Regions from separate parts of the Ovis aries genome. Here region 2 is linked to region 1. The links are chromatin contacts, called in public Hi-C maps. All regions are on one chromosome and are shown on one strand. Each heading gives the region's core, a stretch centred on a gene start, on an enhancer-like site or on the middle of the called end of the contact. The rest is flanking DNA. Distances are from core to core; before and after follow the strand shown.

Evidence for each region. A called contact is a pair of places that touch in the nucleus more often than the background predicts.
Region 2: a contact with region 1 is called in a Hi-C map of skin fibroblasts, with 2.9 times the contacts expected there. The contact joins the promoter of PRICKLE1 here to the enhancer-like site in region 1. A contact is called at or near these places in 2 of 16 Hi-C or Micro-C datasets (skin fibroblasts and tail adipose tissue).

Annotation. Positions count from the first base shown.
Region 1 is chr3:143,393,556-143,396,255 of ARS-UI_Ramb_v3.0, forward strand. No RefSeq gene overlaps it. Among named protein-coding and RNA genes, the nearest start is that of TRNAI-GAU, 50 kb to the right of the region's middle. Within about 2 kb of position 1,431, at least 4 of the 54 cell types and tissues checked have an H3K27ac peak or open chromatin away from gene starts, as enhancers often do.
Region 2 is chr3:144,347,755-144,350,454 of ARS-UI_Ramb_v3.0, forward strand. It overlaps PRICKLE1 (prickle planar cell polarity protein 1), which reads left to right and starts at 1,362. Exons shown (of 10, transcript XM_060412711.1): 1 at 1,362-1,443.

The DNA of each region.
Region 1 (2,700 bases), core at 181-2,680:
TGTGTTGTACAATACATTCTTGAGCCATCTTACACCTAACAGCTTGTACTTTCCATTCGCCCACCTCTGTATTACTCCTCTTACCTGCCTATTGGTAACCACTAATTTGTTCTCTTTATCTGTGAGTCTGCTTCTTTGTTGTATATTTTAGATTCCACATATAAAAGTCATATATAGTTTTTGTCTTTTTCTGTCTGACTTATTTCAGTTACCATAATGCCTTCTGCTACTGCTGCTACATAAGTTGCTTTAGTTGTGCCCGACTCTGTGCGACCCCATAGACAGCAGCCCACCAGGCTCTTCTGTCCATAGGATTCTCTGGGCAAGAATACTGGAGTGGGTTGCCATTTCCTCCTCCAATGCATGTATGAATGTCGAGTCACTTCAGTCGTGTCTGACTCTGTGTGACTCTATGGACAGCAGCCCACCAGGCCACTCTGCCCATGGGATTCTCTAGGCAAGAATATTGGAGTGGGTTGCCATTTCCTTCTCCTAATGCCTCCTGAGACTCTCTATATTACTGCAAATGGCAATTTTTTTTCATTTTTATGCTGAATAGTTCATTAATTATAAATAAACCATATCTTCTTTATCCATTCATCTGTTGATTGACACTTAGGTTGCTTCCATGTCTTGGTAATTGTAAATAATACTGCTATTAATATTGGGGTGCAGGTATCTTTTTGAATTAGTGTTTTTGGTATATATATATATGTATGTACATATATACATATATATATCCAGGAGTGGAATTGGTCCATATGGTAGTTGGTCCATATGGTCCATATGGTAGTTCTTAGTTTTTTGAGAAACCTCCATACTGTTTTCAACAGTGGCTCTACCAATTTATGTTCGCACCCATAGTGTTCAGGAGGACAGATCGTATGTTAAGTATGCCTATCATAAATAATAATAATAATAATAGAGAATAGAAGGCAACTTTGTGATCTGATTTGTATGTTTATGGTATAGATTGTGATGATGATTTTAGTCTTATCTCCAAGCTCATCAAGTTGTACATATTAAATAAATACAGTTTTTTCCATGTCAGTTATTTACCTCAATAAAGTGGCTTTAAAAGTTCAAAAAATACCAAGGTTTTATTTTCATTCTTAAACCGCCTAAAATAAAGACATAAAAAACACCAATAAGGGCACTAAAGAAGAATGATGCAAATCACACTGAAATGCTGAAGTGAATTGGTGCCCCTTTGACGTTGTAACCCACAGTCAGTAGAGGATGCTGTTGCTCCTCTTTCAGAGACCGTTTTCCAGGGCTATGACCCTCTACTAAGGGCATGAAGGGAAAATGAAAGTGAGTTGCAGAGATGGGGATTGCCTGGTGGAAATGATTCACCCAATTTGACTTCCTGCTGGGTAAAGCAGCAAGGACTGAAAAGGCCATGAAAATGCAAGGGAAATTATAAGCAGATGGAGGCTTTGCTGCCAAAAACTGTTCTGAGAGTAATGCTCAAAGGTGATTTCAAAGATCAGGAGACTGTATAATTGAGGCCTGTGTATACTGCTATTTCCTTCAATATATGATTAGTCAGCCTAAGAGCTGATCATTCCTGGATTTCTGGAAGCTTGATCTTAATTAACAAAGTTGCTCTGATGTAATATATGGATTCAGACAATTTTGATTTATTTCATTGTTTTTTGACTTCTTGGCAAAGTCAAATGTTTGCAATATGCTTTGCAGCATTTTCCCTATTTCCCAGATTGTAGATTTCTTTCATTTATTCATTGAGATATATTTTGAGGAATGATTGGAATGATTGCAAAAAATAATAGAAGTCACCAACACAGACATTGGAATAGGGCTGAAAGACCTTCAAAGTTGTACAATCATATGGTCATAAAAAGTGTGGGAGCAGGTAACTACCGGTTGGGACTGAATACCAGTTTAACTCTCCTCTGGTTTGCAGTGTGAATCCTGACAAATTGTTTTGTCTCACTGATACTCAATCTCTTTATTTGTAAATTAATTGCCATAGAAGCTTGGATATAGTAACCCAGGCAATGGCACCCCACTCCAGCACTCTTACCTGGAAAATCCCATGGACGGAGTCGGACACGACTGAGTGACTTCACTTTCACTTTTCACTCTCATGCATTGGAGAAAGAAATGGCAACCCACTCCAGTGTTCTTGCCTGGAGAATCCCGGGACGGAGGAGCCTCATGGGCTGCCGTCTATGGGGTCGCACAGAGTCAGACACGACTGAAGCGACTTAGCAGCAGCAGCATCAATACGTGTTAGTGTTATTTATAAATTGTTTCCATTGTCATTTTTATTTTCACAATAGTTATGAGGTGGGTGAACAAAATATTCTTGTCCCCACTTTAGAAGTGGAAAAAACTGGGGCTTGGAGAGTTTGAGCTGCATGCAGATATCCCCATGACTGGGCTTCCCAGGTGGCGCTAGAAGAGAACCCACTTGCTAATGCAGGTAGACGTAAGAGATGCAAGTTAGATCCTTGGGTCAGGAAGATCCCCTGGAGGAGGGAACAGCAACCCCCTCCAGTATTCTTGCCTGGAGAATCCTGTGGACAGAGTAGCTTGGTGGGTTAAGGTTCATAGGGTTGCAAAGAGTTGGACATGACTAAAGTGACTTTCCATGCAGACATGCATCCCCATGACTATTAAGGAGGATTCTGGTTCTGCTTTGTCTGAAGTCAAGGGTCACACCCTTTTTTGTGA
Region 2 (2,700 bases), core at 112-2,611, 950 kb after region 1:
TATACTTCTCTTGAGCTGCTCCATACCCAATTCTGCTGGCCACAAGTACCGACTGGTCCATCAGAGAGGATTTTCTCAGGAAGATGCAGTGATGCTTGGTCAGTGATGCTTTCCTCCACCCCATCCTCCACTGATTCTATTCCACAGTGTTATTCAATTTGTTGGAAAACTAATTTGACTTGAAGGTGTCCATTGAAACAATAGACAGGCACCCACAGATGGAGAGTGGACTCTTTGCCCTTATAAGTACTGATTTTCACAACCTCTATGGGTGGAATAAATCATTTTGTCAGCCTTCTGGACAGTTCTGGAGTTTAGGTAGAAGCTAAAAGGCTACAGCTTAATAGAAGCATTTGTAACCCTGTTAAGATAAACACACACAATTCCAAAAAAAATGCTGAGAAGCAAGACAGCCTAGGTTGTTTTCCCCCAGATTCCCATCAGGTACAAACACCGGGAACAAGCGGAGTTACTTCAAAAGCAACAGTCTTGTTTCCTGAAAGATCTGTGCTCAGAAGTTTAGAAACTCAGGGGTGAATCTAGAGGTGAGAAAGTTTTCACGGCGCAGGGAGATCTAAATCAGATTTGGAATTGCAGAGCACAGGGCTGTGGCCAAACTTTCCTTAAATTTGTACTATTTCCCCTTCATTTTGTCTTAAATGTTATTGATTTTATATCCTTTTTTCATCAACTCAGAATTTGTTCAGTATTCCCTTATTTTACTCCCAGTTAAAATAGAAGAGATTTGGTGCTCCGAAAATTTCTAGAATTAGCTGTTTTGATTTTTCTTAAAGAAATTTAAAAATCCATCGATTAACACACCGCCCTCCCTCACGCATGCACACATCCTCTTCTTTCAGGAAGATGTTACAGTGTCCCAGAGGGTAGTAGAAGGGATTGAGAGGTCAAGGAATCCCTAGATTTTCAGAGACACCTGTCAAGTTGGGCTCAACACCTGCTGTCCGATCCACCCTCTGTAACCCCGGTGGAATGAAACTCCACTGATCTGGAACTGGAACGAGTGAGGGGGGTTAAGGTTCTAAGGCGACACAGATGTCAGGGCAGAACTTTCCAACAAGCTGAGCTCCACTTCATCTGAGAAAATGCGCCTGAGAGCCCAGCCCTGGAGACTGGGCAGACTGAAAACATGGAGTAGCTTGGCCAGGAAAATGATCATCGCGATGAAAGTAGTATTTTGAATACGACTCTAAGTGCGACACGCTAACTTGGCTCAGGCCGGGACGTTGCGACGAGCTGAGGTTTTCACATGCGCTCCTCAGACTCTTGAGTTTTTATTGAGATGACCAGGGTGGGAGGGGAGGGCAGGCTGAATCTGTGGCTTCTTGCTCGGAGGTGGAGACAGCCCAGCCTGCGGGACTACACGAGATAGGATCGAGTACAATCCGGTCCCCAGTGAGGCGAGGCGCGCCGGAAGGAATCGAAGTAAGAGTTTAATTAACTATCCCGCCCCGACCAAGCCAAAGGAAAAGAACCCCAAATAGGCAACCCCGAAACCGTTTGATCAGAGGAAATTGGGTTTGTCTTTTTTGCTCCTTCACCCTTCCTGTCTTTCCATCCATCAGAATGCTTGGTTTAAAAAAAAAAAAAAAAAGCGTATAATTGGGGGCGGGGCAGAGAAGACCCGACTGCACTTGAGAACCCCGGCTGCGCCCAGGCGAACTTCATCCCGCAGATTGCGCGGACTCAGCTCAGCCCTCCCGCGGCGCCGAGCCGGTCCAACCAGCCCGGGCTCCGCGCGCCCTCGGCCGCCGGAATCCGGCGCCGACCCGCCAGCCTTTCGCAGCGGAGCCGGGGCCGCGTGGGCGCGCGCGGCCCGGATCCCGCGGCGGGTTCCGCGCTCCGCGTTTTCGCTCGCGCCGGGCGGGCGGCCGAGGGCGGGGTGCGCGGCGGCGCGGAGAGGGCTGGGGAGCCGGGCGCACTCCGCCTGCAGCCCCGCGAGCGCCGCCTCCCGCGGCCGCCGCGCCAGACAGCGCGCCCCGGAGCGTGCCCGCCTCGCGCCGCCAGCGCTGACCTCCGCGAGGGGCGCCGCGGCCGCAACGGCCACGTCCCGGGTGCCGGGTGGTTTCTGCGCTGCCCGCCTTCGCCCGCCGCTGACACCGCGGAGCGCGGGTCCGCAGAGCCGACGCAGAGTCGACGACCGTCCAGCCGAGTCCCGCTCCCTCTCTGAGGTGAGTGGGCTCTGCAGAGGGGCTGCGGGTGCGGCGGTGGGCGGCTAGCGCCGCGGGGTAAGGGCCGAAAAGGTCCGCGTCACTGCGGGGCGTCTGACACTCGGAGTGGTTCGGTGTCGCAGAAGATGCGGGAGATGGGCATAACCGGTTTGTTGGGCTGTGTAGACAGTGAAAGCAGATACTGGGGCTGCGGCACCAGAGGGCTTCAGATAGCCTGCCCGCACCGCTCCTGTTGGCTGCAGCACAACCAACTCTTCCTTTGATTCTTCCCTGCGTGGAAACCGTTCAGGGGCCCCAGAGTTGGGGCGCTGCGGGGCGCAGGGAGGCCAGGGCGCATTGGTCAGTGTCCGCCGCTTAGGATCGCCTGTCACCTACCGGCGTCCAGAGGCAGGCTGCCGACTCTCCCCTAACACTCCGGGGAAAGGGTCGATTGCTTTTTTCCTGGGGTGCATCAGCCCCCTACCTCCCGCCCCAGCAGAGCTGTTTTCTGCGTGTAACACGAATATGGGAA